Linked DNA regions of Anas platyrhynchos: region 1 is linked to region 2. The links are chromatin contacts, called in public Hi-C maps. All regions are on one chromosome and are shown on one strand. Each heading gives the region's core, a stretch centred on a gene start, on an enhancer-like site or on the middle of the called end of the contact. The rest is flanking DNA. Distances are from core to core; before and after follow the strand shown. Region 1 overlaps CARS2 (cysteinyl-tRNA synthetase 2, mitochondrial). Region 2 has its middle 12 kb from the start of RAB20.

Region 1 (7,276 bases), core at 2,491-4,990, 93 kb after region 2:
ACCCTGTCTGCACTAGCCACACCACCACCACTGATAGAAGACATCAATTATTTACAGAGCCGGAGGGATGCTGAACACAGAGCCAATAAAATGCTACTCAGCACCATTTCAGAAATGTAGTTAAAAGCTTTAATTGGCTTCTCTTATTAATAGAGTAATCCTGGAAGTTACCAAGCTCCCACAACTAACAGTTTTCAGACACTGTTAACTGCAGAACCCAGCACTTAGCCCTACTCAGATGCAGATTTTTAAGCGTGAACTTTCCTTACTCTTTAACAGCACACCAGCAACCTTGCATTCCTTCAGACACCTGCTGCCTCCGGGTGCTCCTCAGGGTGGACACACTACACACAATTACGGCTCCGTTTTCACAGATGGTGGAAGAAGTTTCACATCTTGTGAAGCAGCCCGGTCTGATGCTTGAATTTTGCATCACTCTGCACAGCGCTGCTCTGCCGCCCTGACTGGAGCCCTCTCCCTTCTCCAAGGGGACAAAATTCCCAGCAACTCTTCCAAAGAGAAAAGCAACCTTCTTGGGCCTGGTGAACGGGCATGAGAAGCGTCTGGATTCATCTCCTAGCTCCTTTGACAGTGGTTCAAGTCCGTGGGGATTCTCCTGGAGAAAGCCACCTCCAGTCCTACCTCCACCACCTGCACAGCTAAGTTTGCACAGCACCCTTTCAAGGATAGCAAAGAATCAAGAGTTGTATGGATCCAGAACCAGCTACAACAAAAACCTACAATTCAATAAAAACCTCATTTTCATGATGTTTAGTCCTGACCGCCATCAGGTGAGGCCATTCCCTCTGCCTTGTAGCTAAATTCCTGAATAAAAACATGCAGACTGCCAGAAACACTGGACACTTGTAGCTCTAACAACTAAAATAAACCCCTCAAACACAAACTTTCACCAGTGGAAAATGAATAGCCTGGGTATGATTACTTATTTATTTATTTAGCTTCTGTGAAGCTGCCTAAATATTGACTGACTTAACTGTAGGCAGCCCAATTTTGAGCAATTTGGCCATGTTGTCTTAATAAGGCACAGGTAACACCTGAATTTGAAGTAATACTCCTCTTCAAGAGCCTCAGCGCTTGGAATGGTTTCATTAAAGAATCACAGAATATAAGGATTTTCATAACTTTGGCTTGGCGCTCTTCCCGGAGCACAAGTAGTCTAAAAATAAAGTCCTTATAAGAAGATTTATCCCCAGTGCAGGGATTTTCTTCCTCTAATGGGGATTGCTTCTCCAATTCTGAGCCTGCTAAAATTCTGAAGTCTGTTACCAGAATAAATTGTTTCTGAAGCTGATTCATTTGCCCTAAATAATTCACGTTATCGTCCTCCAGCAACATTTTTTGAATTAATGAATGTAATCTGTCAGCTCCTGGAGAAGCTCAGCACTCAAACTGCCCTTGGAATCAAGCTTTTTTTTTTTTTCTTCATTTTCTTGAGAAAAGAAATCTTGAATCCTCTTTATTTGCTTAGTTTCAAAGGATATTTCCCCTATAGTTTTGACTCCAAGCTAGAGAACTCAGAGTATTTTTTTTTTTTGGCAGAGGGCTCCAGCTGGCAGTAGCCAGTGTATTGTCTATCTCATTGGAAGCACAGACAATTTCCCAGCACTTCAGGAGTGAAGCGTACCCTGGAGGATGCACCAGCCTCTGGACAGTTTCTGTTGACTTCTAACAGCCTCCACATTGAGAAATGAAACTAGAATTCGGTATTAACCCCAAACAGCACAAATATATAAAGGCCTCAGTAATTCCCAGAGCGTACCAAAGCTCCACAGCTCTTGCTCAAACAAGCAGCAAGAGATTTTACACAAAGTGTTGTTCAGCAAGAAGAAAGGCAGGTTCAATCTGCAGTCTGTTGCTTTTGGTCCTTTGGAGACCACCCAGAACCACTACAACTGCAATAGGAAGAAGAAACTTCACAGTTTCTCCCAGAAGGACGCTGCCAATCCCATCACGTAACAGCGTTGTTCAGAGCATTGCGCAGCACAATCTTCACTGAAGCATTACTGTATAAGGCAGCAGCTCTACGTAACAACAATATAATAATGCTGAAGACCAAGTGAATAAGACACTTTGCTATCATTTAGTCAGGCACAGGCAGCAAGGTCACTTCTAGGAGAAAGAGATGCAGAGGTCTGTGGCATCGATGGGCTACCCCAAGACCAAGTCGCTCACCCAGCAGCAACCTCTTTGGTCACGCCTGAGCAGACTAGACCAAAGTGTCTGACTCAGTCTTTGGCATTAACCTTGCACCTCTTACTCATCACTCATCACACTGCTACCGGAGGATTTAAAAAAACAAAACAAACAACAAAAACCCACAAGCTTCTCAGAAGAATTTAAATAGTTACAGGTGCATGAATCATGCATCAGAGCTTCCAGTTCATTGCAGCAGAGCATCTGCTTGGTAGGTTTCTCCCACATTTCAAAACATCCCAGCTCAGATGTTTCTCTACAGAGTCACAACTGTGAGCTTTGTTGGCTCATCGGTTCAGGCATCTCAGCCTTCTCTCCATTCTTACCCTTCAGGAGTTCGGAGTCTTTGTAAGAGGAGAGCCTTTTCGCTGTATCCATAATTACAGGCTATTTTACTCAGCACTCCACTGAAAACTGTCTTTTAAGCTCACAGGCAACTGGTGCTGAGAGATGATGGAGAGCTAGACTGGTTTATTCCAGTTTCAAAGCTTCTAAAACACTATGATCAGCTACCTGTCACCTTCCCTCACCTGCCTCCAGATACCGAGGGTTCCATCTCAAAGACAGCAGGAATTTCTATTTTTAGGAGGCCATATAGAAAAGATCAATTATTTTCACCCTCTTCCAGCAGGACTGTCACAGCCAAAGTAAAACTGGAACAGAAACTGTTATCATAACCAGTGCCCTCAAATTTTGCAGAAATCAGGTGAAAGGAGATGAGATTCTGCTGGCAGAACTTTTCTTTCCACATTTTTAATTAGGAATAAACACTGTACAGATGCTACTTAGTATTTCAGTGTAACCACTTAAAAAAGGCATTCGTTCTACAGTTTCAAGATTCACTCATTTATGTTTCTTCTTTTAGTGAGGACAGAACTTGGTCACTGCAGTACAGCATCTGTTTGTAAGGTTTTCTTCCCATTTCATGCCATACAATGTCAAACCTTAAAAAAAAATATAAAAAAAAACACCCTTATACTTGTACAGGCCTCCCAGGTGATTGATATTTCACTTACCAGAATGCAGGAAATAATTCCCCCACTGCTCGCACTGATGATACACCTCGCACTGCGCGATCTCATTTTCATGATGAGGAAACGCGAGATCTATTCCCCCAGAATGGATGTCCAGCTGCTTTCCGAACACTGCGCTGTAACAATAATTTCCTGGTCAGCAAGGGGAACGCTACAAAAGGTTTTTGTAAAAGAAATGCAGAAAATGATAAGGTGAAACATCATAAACATAAACACATTATTGACTGATTACAGTTTCAGATGAGGATTTTACACAGATCTTAACACCAAAATTGCAGCAGAACCTGTGTGGACAGGACCACAACTGCCTGCTATTAATCTTCCTTAGCATGAGCAATTATTTTTCTAATTTAGATCAAAGAACAGCAAGCAGGACATCTCCCTTCCTTGTTCTGCTACGGTATCAGCATCAGACAGCTTCCTTCATCTACAGACTAAACAACTTCAGAGATGAACGTTTCTTGAAATTTAGTGTCCTTCTTGGGACAAAACACCCTGGCTCACGATGGCACTGCAGTCCTAGTTCACAGAGCCACAGCGTGGTTGAGGCTGGAAAGGCCCCCTGGAGGCCACCTGCTCCAGCAGGGCCACCCAGGCCCATCTCCAGGCGGCTTTTGAAGATCGCCAAGGAGGAGACCCCACAGCCTCTCTGGGCAGCCTGTGCCAGTGCCCCGTCACTTGCACAGTGAGAATGTGTTTCCTGATGTTCACAGGGAGCCTCCTGTGTTCTAGTTTGCGCCCACTGCCTCTTGTCCTGGCACCGGGCACCTCTGAAAAGAGCCTGGCTCCATTTTTTTTGCACCCTCCCTTCAGGTATTTGTAGGCATATATCTTTATAAGTTTTTACATTTATAGACCCTCTCAGTTTGGGGCAGAGAAATAGGAAAAAACTGAAAGAGAGGATGGAAGACAGACTGCCTGTGGCTATGTCTAAAGCTCATATCCCACTGCTTCTTCCTGCCTGCTTCAAAACCGGATTAAGTGTGGACCTTCAGAGAGAGACCCCAGCTTGTCCCTTCCCTCTTGCCACCTGGAGGCAAACACTGTCCATGGGCAGTTTCCTTCGACAACACAAATAAGAGCTGAGGAGAGGGAAAAAGATCTACAAAATGCTCAGGGACAGGAGCTGCAGCCCATCTCTGACTGTAAGTGAAGCTCCAGATCAGACCTGAGTCACACCAGATGGTTCCCTCCTTCTCCAGGACTAAACTAGAGACCGATGCCCTTCACCTTCTCTCTCTCTCACACACACACACTTCAAAGATATTTCAAAATTAATTCACCTAACTTAAAGAGCTTTGAGATCTTTGGCAAAACAGACAAGTAGTTATTACTTAAAATGGGTACTTGAGAGCTGACTGTGACAGTACAACACCTCAGGTAACTTACAAAAATAAGCTCCCTGTTCCTCACAGTCCCAAATTACCACACTTCTGCTCTCCACAGGTAAACTCCTATTTACATGGCAGGAGTCTCATCGCAGTGAAGTGTACAGAAAACACATACATCCTCTAAATAGCATCACATTAGCACATAGGCCACTTTGTAACCAGTTGTCATTTCTTACCTAGAGTGCACTTCTGTCTTAGGTTGCACTTCAAATGCAACGTGCTTTTGTGCACTTGGGTTGCTTTAAGAACTGTTCCACAGCACTGAAACTATTTAGTGATATAAAATCACCTTTATAAATGCTTTTTGCTAGCAGGTAGTAATGACTAACGTCCCTACATGCACCAGCATGGCCTATGAAAGAGAAACCTGAAGCAGTTGTTCCACCTACTTTCAGCTTGGGTTCAAAACTCTCAAGTTACACAAGGTCAGATCTCAGTAATTTCTTACTAGCTTTGAAAAAAAGATATGAAACTAATGCAAAACTAAGTACCACTACCAATGTTTCACAAAGGAAGAGTTAAAGCCTCTCTTTTCCAAACACAAATTAATAGGTCATAAATTGACACTTCACAGGATGAAGTATTCCTGTCCTGTAGAAAAAATGAAACAAAACTCTAAATTCTGAGCAAATTCTAGACATCTCTAAGCAAACTGCTACTGCACACAATTCACGTCATGCCCACAGATTATACTGCCACGTAGAAATCTGAATATTTAGTAGTGTGGCTGGCTTTTAAAGAAATCTGAATAATGATAGATGATTAGCAGACACATCCACAAGTGCCATTAAGATAATGTCAGCAAAACTTCCTGTGTCCTGATACAGCACTACAGGCTTGACTAGGTCCACTGGAGATTACATGACGTGGAAGGGAGGAAGATGAAAGAGGTCTTTCTTAACTTTCACAAAAACTTTGGTTACTCAATTCAAGTTAAAAGACTCCCTAATCAGCTACGTGATCTTGCATGGCTTATTTTAAATGCACGCTTTTCTCTCTAAGGAGAGAAAGTGCCAAAATATAACAAGACAGCTACGGAAAGTATTCAGATTAGAACTGGTGCTTTCCACTGATCATAAAAAAAAAAAAAAAGAGCAGTACTGCTTCTACTACTGTAGTGTGACTGATGACAAAAACCAGCGATGGGTTTAAAATACCAGAAATCTGACCTTGATATCGTGGAGCACTCGATGTGCCATCCAGGTCTTCCTTTTCCCCAGGGAGAAGTCCAGAATAACTCTTGAGGTTTGGCAGCTTTCCACAGCGCAAAATCTTTACCATAGCGTTTATCAGTATCAACTACCATGGAAAAGGGATTTATTAATGGGACATGTCTCAGAAAAATAAATAATGAACAAATGAAAGAAAGCAGAAATGTGCGCTTAGTGAACCATTCAGTTTTTATTTTCTGCCCAACTCCTTTTCCTGTGTCCTTCCTCCTTTCCTGCTTACCTTGGGCTTCCAGTTCCTTGATCAAGCTTTTGAAAAAAATAGTATGTGGAATTTGACTTCTGCAGGCTAAAAAGATGGATTCAAGATTCTTTAATACATCTCATCCTTTCTGTTCTTTTGGCTTTCTCTGGTTTTATCTCATTTGCTTAGTTACTTATCATCTAGTTTCCTAGGATATACAGGTTGCACTGCAGCAGCAGAAGAAAAAAATCCTTAATTATTTAACATTGCTCATCTGTTTTTATCAGCAGTGACGTTAGATTTACTTCTTTCCTCTACTTATTCCAGATCATTAACAAAAACACCATGTATGACTGGGTCTAAACCTACCCCTGCAGCATTCCACTACCAACACGTTCTAATGATGATTCACAGCTATTTTCAGGGCTCTATCAGGTGGTCATTTTTCTTGATCCACTCCACTTGTCCTTTATTGATATTATATAGAGGCTGTTTTTATTCAGAGCGTCATGCAATATTAAGCGGAGCACATTACAGAAATCCATTACACCTGCTTCATCATTCAAAATTGATAAGAAATAAAGGGACAGAAATATAACCTGAGCTCTACCAACTGAATCTTCATCTCAGCTTTCACTGTCTTGCCAAGCTCTGTTTGACCTGCATCTGTTGATTCTATCCCTCTCCTGCCTTTTTGGAGTATATTACTGCGAAAACAGCACTCTTCATCTTCTCGGTTATAAACTAAGGAACGGTCACTGAATCTTTAGAGATCAGAGTAAGTTCAGTAGCAAGTGAATTTGAATTGAGGGGAAGCAGGGTAAAATATGAATGATTGCAGCCAGGAGATGCCTCTGGAAACATCTTTTCCAAACCCTAACCAGAGCTGGCTCACCTACAGCAGGCTCCCCAGGGCCTCTGTTAACCCTAGGGTAGCCCACAGAGTTAACAGAGCTCTACAACCAAGTGCTCATTCGTGTCGGAGAGCAGCAAGAGGGATCTCTTCAGGAGATGCTGGTTATGACACTGTGCCCTGCAGCCACCACAGTTTGCTTTGGCAATGAGCGTGCTGTCTGGGACATTTAGGAATGGAAATGTTCTGGATTTGCAGAGAATGAGAGTGACCTACAATTCACTGGTTTTTAATTTCAGAAGAGAGGAGACGGCAGGCAAAGCCCTGCTTTGGCACCTGTCTGTTTCCAATTGTCACTAAAAACACCCCAA
Region 2 (7,609 bases), core at 775-3,274:
ACACACATTATATTTTCACACACATTCGAACTTGAATCATCCTCACCTCTGGGAAAGGAACAGTTTTATGAAGCAGCCCCTAAACCTCTGCAGTTATATATAAACACAACCTGAAGTTTGGGTCAGCTTGTCTTAAAGCATCAACCTAAAATCTGGCATGTCAGGAGGTGGAAATGAGCACTGATTGGCCCCTTCTGTGGGACACTGAGATTTAGTGGTGTGGTCAGGGTAGGAGGTGACTGTAGAAGGGAGCTACAGGGGGCTCCTGGATTCTGAACTAGCTAATCTCTAGTACAAACTAGAGCCACTTGATTGCTACCAACTGTCCAAAGCTTTATTTTCTGAGTTTTTGAATAGCAATCTGATAACTGAGAAGCTATCTTACTTCTCAGTTATCAGCTGGAAGGGTCATAAAACTTATGATTACTTGATCCAGCTAGGTGAAAGCAAAGAATAAATTAAGCAGTATAGATTTATGAAAGTAGAATAATATGCAGCAGAATTAAGCAAAGAATTGTAGAGATAATATTTAAGAATCATAGAATTGAACAGGTCCTGCAAAAACTTGCATGAGGGTAGATGTTTGCCCACTTTCTCTGGGGGAGATAGGTAAAGAAGCAATACCTCCAAGTCTTTCAGCAGGAGGGCCAACAACTGAATCAGTGGAGTATCATTCCAGTTTGGAATGATACTTAAACTCTTCTAAATCTCCTTTAAAACTAGAAATGAAATAATAATAATAATAACAAAATAAACAGTAGAGATCAATGCTAGAATGTCAAAGAGTGAACTAATGCTCTTGGTCTTTTATATCCTAAACTGTGTGATAGCAGTAGTAACTTATTGTTCTGGTCTTTGTAGCTTCCTCCCATCTGGTCTTCTATTTCTGAGAGATTTTTCTGTTCAGCTCTTTTATTAGGTCTCCCTGGCAAGGCAGGTGGCTGCTTGCGCCCCACTTGTTTCACGCTGGAAATAAAATCAAATCACAAGAGGCTACAGAAATAAGTGGCTCACATTTTCACTCTGCTAAAATAAACATTAACTCTGAGCCTTCAGATGTTTTCAGGCGTTCTGACCCAGAATTCATCTGGCACTTGAAATAAACTATTAACTATTAACCAGTAGATGGAAGCTGGTATGGTCACAGTCTGAGATCAGCTATTGCCTTGGAGCAAAATGACTTGTGACCTTGACAAACTAAGTTTCTGATAGCAGATATATATATATATATATATATATATATATATATAACATATATAAAATACCCTCTTCATTATCCATAGACTGTTTGTGCATGTTAACTGCATTAATATAATATAGTCACAAATGTAGTGGTAGAAGTAACAGTTCAACAGTGTGTACTGAGGGAGTAACAGTCTAGCCTTCAGTTTTGATAATGTCTATACAAATTAACAGAACAGCTTTCTAGCCTTCCTCACAATGGAAACTGTCCCACAAAGGGTCCTGTACCATAGGTACCAGCATGAACCAGGCTGCTTAAATTTTTGAATGTTTTTGAATGACTTTAATAAGATTGGCTATATGAGGTTATCAAAAATACAGGATAAGTCAGGGGCCAAGCCAGGCGAATATAGTAGGGGTTTTATTAATTTCTGTTGTGCATTTTTTCCTTTGAGAGTGTGTGTTTCACTTCTGAACTCCCAGATGTTTTTGTTTAAAATGCACAGCAAGATATTAATTTGGAATGAGATAAAAATTTGCACATGATACTGTAGTTTCAGGGTTGAATGTTCCAGGTCATTTCCTTGACACCTTTTCCAGTAAGTGAGAAGAAGGAAAAAATGCTTTCCATGTGACCCAAATTATGTCAGAGAGAGGAAAGCTGAGTCAATATATCTTTACCCCTTACTACTTCTAGCAGAAGTCTGTGGGTGGCAATTATGATAGTGTGAACTACTTGGAGCTGCAGTCGTGAATTTGGCTGCAATGTAGGCATACCCATAGAGGCGTTTCTATTTTGGCTAAGAAAGTGAGGATTTCAATGTGTTGCATCAACTTCCTCCCTCTGACTAAGAACATTTTTTTATCCGAAGCTGAAAGCATGAGCTCTCCACTCACACATGCCACCCCCGGTAGATGGCTTACAATTCATACACAGGGTTTTGTCCAAAGTCATGGGAGTCCGGTGACCGTGGCCCTTACATCCTTGGTGGTGATGTGAAATGCTCTTTCTGCACTTCTGAGGGATTTGTAGTGGCTGCCCTTTGTGCTAATTTGCAACATGAATTGGTGCATAGTCCCACACATGGGGGACTTTACATGGGGGTTTTGTGAATTTGTCTTGTCCTGTCCTGAAACACAAACTGGTCCAAGCACAGGTGGACATTGAGGATATGGCTGCGTTATGGGGCATGGGAGCATCTCGCTATTGCTGAATTTGGATGCTTAAGATTTCTTGTCCTGATTTCAAGCTTGAAACACCATACATGCCCTTTTTCTGTCCTTTTTCCCATGTATAAGAAAACTTGATGTTCAGACAGGAGGACCACAAAGCAAAGGTTTTCCACAGCAAACCTGGACAGGTGCCTTTATCTGGACAAGTAGGGAAATCAAGACTGCAGGTGACACCATGGAGTACAGAAACACCAGCAGTACTGGCACAGCCTACGCTGGGGGAATTACTTCTGAAACAAGCTCCTACAAAGAAAAAAAAGTGATTACCACTTCTCTTAGACATCATTTTTCAAAAATCACCTCTGTCAAACATGTAGTATTTGTTATCTGCTTTACATGTGTATCTGTGTTACAAAATAGGATAAAACATGTTGCATGAATACTTGGGGCACGTGTGGTCACAGAGAAGTTTAAACGATGATTTCTGGAGGTGACTACTGCTGGCCATGAGGGCACCTGGGCAGTTGGTGCCAGGGGAAGCAGCATAAGGACGCGTTGTAATAAAAACCGAAGCCCTGGGTCCCTGCCCTCCGGGGTTGGGATTTCTCTTTGGGGCTTTCCGCAGGAGCAGGAGCGGGGCTGGGCTGCTGTTCCAGCCCAGGCACCGCGAGGTGGCAGCAGGCATTCTCCTATGGGCTCCTGCGCTCCTGCCAAGGCAGTGCTCAGGCTTTTTTCGTTCCTTATCGGTAATTCTTAATTAATAATCGAGGGCTTGCTCCTCCGGCAGCGTCCCGCGGGGGTCGCAGCGCGGGATGCTCTGTCTGATGCTCCAGGGCTCTGCTCTGCTGGACCCTTCCTTCTTTCCAGCCTTGGTTTTATTAATATGAGTGCAGGTTTCCTGACTTCAGAGCAGATGTACCAGCGGAATCGAGACAAGTTCCCCTTGAGCCTGGAGCAAATTAGACAGGTCAAAGGGCTGAGTGTGAGTGAATGCAGAGGAGACGGTCCATAGGTGTGTTCACTGGACATCTATCTGCTCAGCAGCACGATTCATGTGTGTTTTTGCTGGGGTCACCTGGAACAAGTGTTTTATTTATTGCTCACTCATTTGAGTGTGCCAATAAACTGCCTTCAGAATCCCAATGGTTCTCGGTGGTACCATGGGGGACAGCCAAGCTGCCCACACTTTTCTGATGCTCTTTTTGTAGACTCACTTGTAAGCATGACACCAAATATAAATGGCTTTGGGGAAATTCGTGGTGCACCTGTGACCTTGTGCAGGGCCCTCGCAATAAGCCCGTTTGTCTCACTTTGATGGAATCCAGCCTGGAGGCTGAAGGGCTTTCCACCACTCCTGCAAGCCCGTGTGCTTGGAGTGCTGAGCTAACAGGAAAGCGAGTGAGGAGAAGTGGGACAGACCCACTGCTGGATGCAAACCTACAGAGTCAGATCTGACCTCCGAAAAGCCCATGACTGCTAGCTAGCCATTCAGTTAAGGGAAAAGCATGTGCCATGACCCAAGACGAGAGGTGGCCAGCCCCACAGGCACAGGGCTCGAAGCTTGGGAAGCCCCCTGGCTCCACGGACCCAGGAGACTGGCTGCCTCTAAGTATTGGGTACTTTTAACCCCCCTCGCCCAACCCAATGACAGCATCATGGAGCTGCAGGAACACCATGGCAAGTAGGGACCAGTTTTTATCCTATTTGGGTACAGCTCTGCTACCACCACTCTGAATATGAATGACCCCATCCATGAATTAAAGAGAAAGCTTATCACAACAAGGAATACGTAGTGAAGATTTATGATTGAGATTGCTCAGGTTGTCCACCCTCTGTAAAAGCTCTGCTGATAAGATCTTTGAGGGTACTGTGGTGGAGATGGAGAGCTTTTTCCCCTGGATAGTCACAGCGGGAGCCCACAGACCATTTGTATTGCTGTCACACTGTGCTGACATGCTCTGGATATTGCTGCTCTTGTTCCCTGTCACAGGCCAGAGTCAACCACTGTAATAATCACGAATGGCCATGAACTTAGGAAGGAAAAGGTTTAGGGGCCACTGCCAAATTGGGAAACAAAGGAGGGCGTAGGGTTTTTTAGACCATAGATAAAAAGGTCATTTGATTCATTATTTCCCAGAATAGCCTGGTACCATTAATCAGAAAAGTACCATTAAGGCAGCAATAGGAATAACCAGCCCAGTGGAAATGACTTCTCATGGCCTCTGAACTGGAAGAAGCTCTGTTCAGCTAATGCCAAAGGATCAGTCCCAGACCCCACCACCAGCAGCTCAGGTGTGTGCACAAGCATCCAGAGGCAGCCACCACAGGCTCGTGGTTGTCATGACAGCACGAGGACTGTTGGTTTTTGGGATTTGGGGACCATCTTGAGACCCCTCTTCACACCCCTTCTAAATGGATGCTACACTGAAGAGAGCCGAGTGCAAGATCCCTTGGGTTTCATGCAGGATGCCAACAGCCACCTCTGTGCTTATGGCACTGCAATGAGAGGATTTCCATCCTTCAATCTTTTTTTGCCTTGCTTTTACAGCAAGTTCTCTGTTACGGAGTACTCTTCCCGGGGATACTTTACATAAAAAAGCAATAGAAATGTCATTGCACTCAGAAAATGTTCGCGTGTGCAGTCAGACGCTGTTAAGATCACACTCACTTTTCTGGGAAACTTGTTTGCTATTTGTTTCTGACAAGCATAGAGACTGACAGCATCCCTTAAAGATGCAAAAACGAATAATTTCCTTTAAAGCACACACTGTTCCTCACTTCTGGCACTGTTTGTGGCTTTGGGAAGAGGAACTCTGCCCTATTCCCCTGCATTGTTACCCTATGCAGCCTGTGGGAATGGGCAGGCATCCTGAAATAGGCTGCTGGGACCAAAAGGCATCATGAGCTCCCAGATACTCTGCCAGCAATCAGTGTTTTTTATTCACCTCTACATCCCCCATTCCCAAATTGTGATTTATATTCATGCACGCTATCAGTGCATATGGAGTAACAAAATGCCCATACTTTTTGTTTCCTCACCTACCTAGGAAATTACCTTCTGACTGGATCAAGTACTCTGACAGCATGAAAAAAATACTGCCATCTGCATGTTAAGTAAGCATATAAACAATTCTGAGTTAGCCATGGTTGAAATATCCTTGTGTCTTAACCCAAACCAGAATGCGTAACTTGCATGGCAAAAGTCAAAATAAAGAAAGAGCAATTGGAAGCAAAAATAAGCTCCAGATCTCCTTTGACGCAAACTGTGGTGCTGAGAGTTTTAGGTGTTTTTTTCCCCCCCATCTTTAATTAAGTTTAATGGTCATGTGTGGTTTCTCAAACGTATTTTAATGGTGTATGTTACTCTGGCTGAGTAAAAACTTCTCCACAGCTGCTCCAGGGCTCTGCCAGCTCTGGGCATGGGAGCAGCACTTGCAAAGTGAGCATTACTCTGTTATCTGCGGTTAGTTTGAAATGCTTTTCCCAGCAGTGAGGCATCTTCTTTTTGATTTATCAGTGACACTGCATGTAAAGGGGTTATTAAAAAGAAGAGCCACTTTTACTTCTGCTGCGTTAAAGTGCAGGACAGGAAAAATCATTGCTTTCCAAACAATCTTAAGACATTAAAGGAAATAACTGAAAATGTTAGAGAAAGGAGATTCTTAATCAGATACTTTGCTTTACTTGAGGTTTGGATGTAGCCGGAAGTGTAGTGGATTTAACTGAACACAGGCTCAAGACTGCTTTGTAATAGTAATACCGTGCGCTCTTATAAGACATTAGAAATAAAGAAATAAAGTGACTAGAAGAAAAGTTGACTTTCAACCAGATGGAGTCTGACACCATTTTCAGTACTGTAAATGCTTATACAACCTGAATAATTTTGATGCAGCAACTACAGAAATTCTGAAAGTTAAGTAACTTTTATGTGGGGCGTTTTGAAGCCAGTAGAGTTACATCTATATGACAATCAAAACATCTCTGAAGTCTGGATGAAATTAAATTTTCCATGAGCTTTTGGGAAATTACAAAACAAGATTTGTTTTTTCCATAATGACATGGGATAATTGAACTTTTTAAGCCTGGAGCCAGGGTATGTCTTTTAGCAGTGGTGTATATAGCACAATAATATTCCATTGGTTTGTATTCTGACAATCAACTGCACATACTCCAATTGCAATAAATAAAATAAAATAAAATAAAAAAAAATAAAAAAAAATAAAATAAAATAAAATAAAAAAAAAATAAAATAAAATAAAATAAAATAAAATAAAATAAAATAAAATAAAATAAATCACAGAATCACAAAATGGTTTGGGTTGGAAGGTACCTTAAAGATCACCTATATCCAAGCCCCTGCCATGGGCAGGGACACCTCCCACCAGCCCAGGTTGCCCAAAGCCCCATCCAGCCTGGCCTTGGACACCTCTAGAGTTGGGGCATCCACAGCTTCTCTGAGAAACCTGTGCCAGTGCCTCACCACCCTCACAGTAAAGAATTTCCTCCTAAAATCTAATCTAAACCTAGCTTCTTTCAGTTTAAAACCATTTCCCCTTGTGCTATCACTACAATCCCTCACCAAGAGTCCCTCCCCAGCTTTTCTGTAGCCCCCTTTAGGTACTGGAAGGCAGCTGTAAGGCCTCCCTGGATCCTTCTCTTCTCCAGGCTGAACAACCCCAACTCCCTCAGCCTGTCTTCATGGGAGAGGGTGCTTCAGCCCCTGATCATGCTTGTGGCCCTCCTCTGCACTCATTCTAATATATCAATAGCAAGTTCAGGATAAACAAAAAATAATAAATAATTCAGGATAACTGTTTTTACTCGGATACCTAAAATTAGATCATCAGATTTGTAGGGCTAATGAGACAGACTCTATTAAAAACATGATCCATCAGGCCAAATTTATAGCTGTCAAGTCAGTATTCTGTAAGAGACTCTGGATGATTATTTCTAGTTATTTCTAGTTTTGTAGTTTTGGTCTTCTTGATCACTAGACTAATAGAAATTCATATGTTCATTGAAGAATAAAAGTGATGAGCTTCAAAATTGTTTTCTTTGAAAACTGTAGAGCAAAGATACAGGGGGAAGGAAAAAAAAAAGGCAAAAAATAAAAATAAAAATAAAAGCTCTGTGTATTTCTCTAATAAGGGAATTCTGATCCAGAATAGATAATCTCTTTTTACATAATCATGAGTGGGGCTGTAACAGAAAAAAATGACCCCAATGTAAACCATGTACATTAATCAAAGTGTGT

The links. A called contact is a pair of places that touch in the nucleus more often than the background predicts.
Region 1: a Hi-C map of skeletal muscle shows a contact between it and region 2, with 5 times the contacts expected there. The contact joins two enhancer-like sites. A contact is called at or near these places in 5 of 8 Hi-C or Micro-C datasets (F1 follicle, F5 follicle, skeletal muscle and 1 more).

The regions. Positions count from the first base shown.
Region 1 is chr1:146,591,156-146,598,431 of IASCAAS_PekinDuck_T2T, forward strand. CARS2 (cysteinyl-tRNA synthetase 2, mitochondrial) reads right to left here. Exons shown (of 15, transcript XM_027444250.3): 7 at 5,809-5,938; 8 at 3,231-3,364. Among named protein-coding and RNA genes, the nearest start is that of CARS2, 13 kb to the right of the region's middle. Within about 2 kb of position 3,741, at least 3 of the 8 cell types and tissues checked have an H3K27ac peak or open chromatin away from gene starts, as enhancers often do.
Region 2 is chr1:146,499,912-146,507,520 of IASCAAS_PekinDuck_T2T, forward strand. No RefSeq gene overlaps it. Among named protein-coding and RNA genes, the nearest start is that of RAB20, 12 kb to the left of the region's middle. Within about 2 kb of position 2,025, at least 2 of the 8 cell types and tissues checked have an H3K27ac peak or open chromatin away from gene starts, as enhancers often do.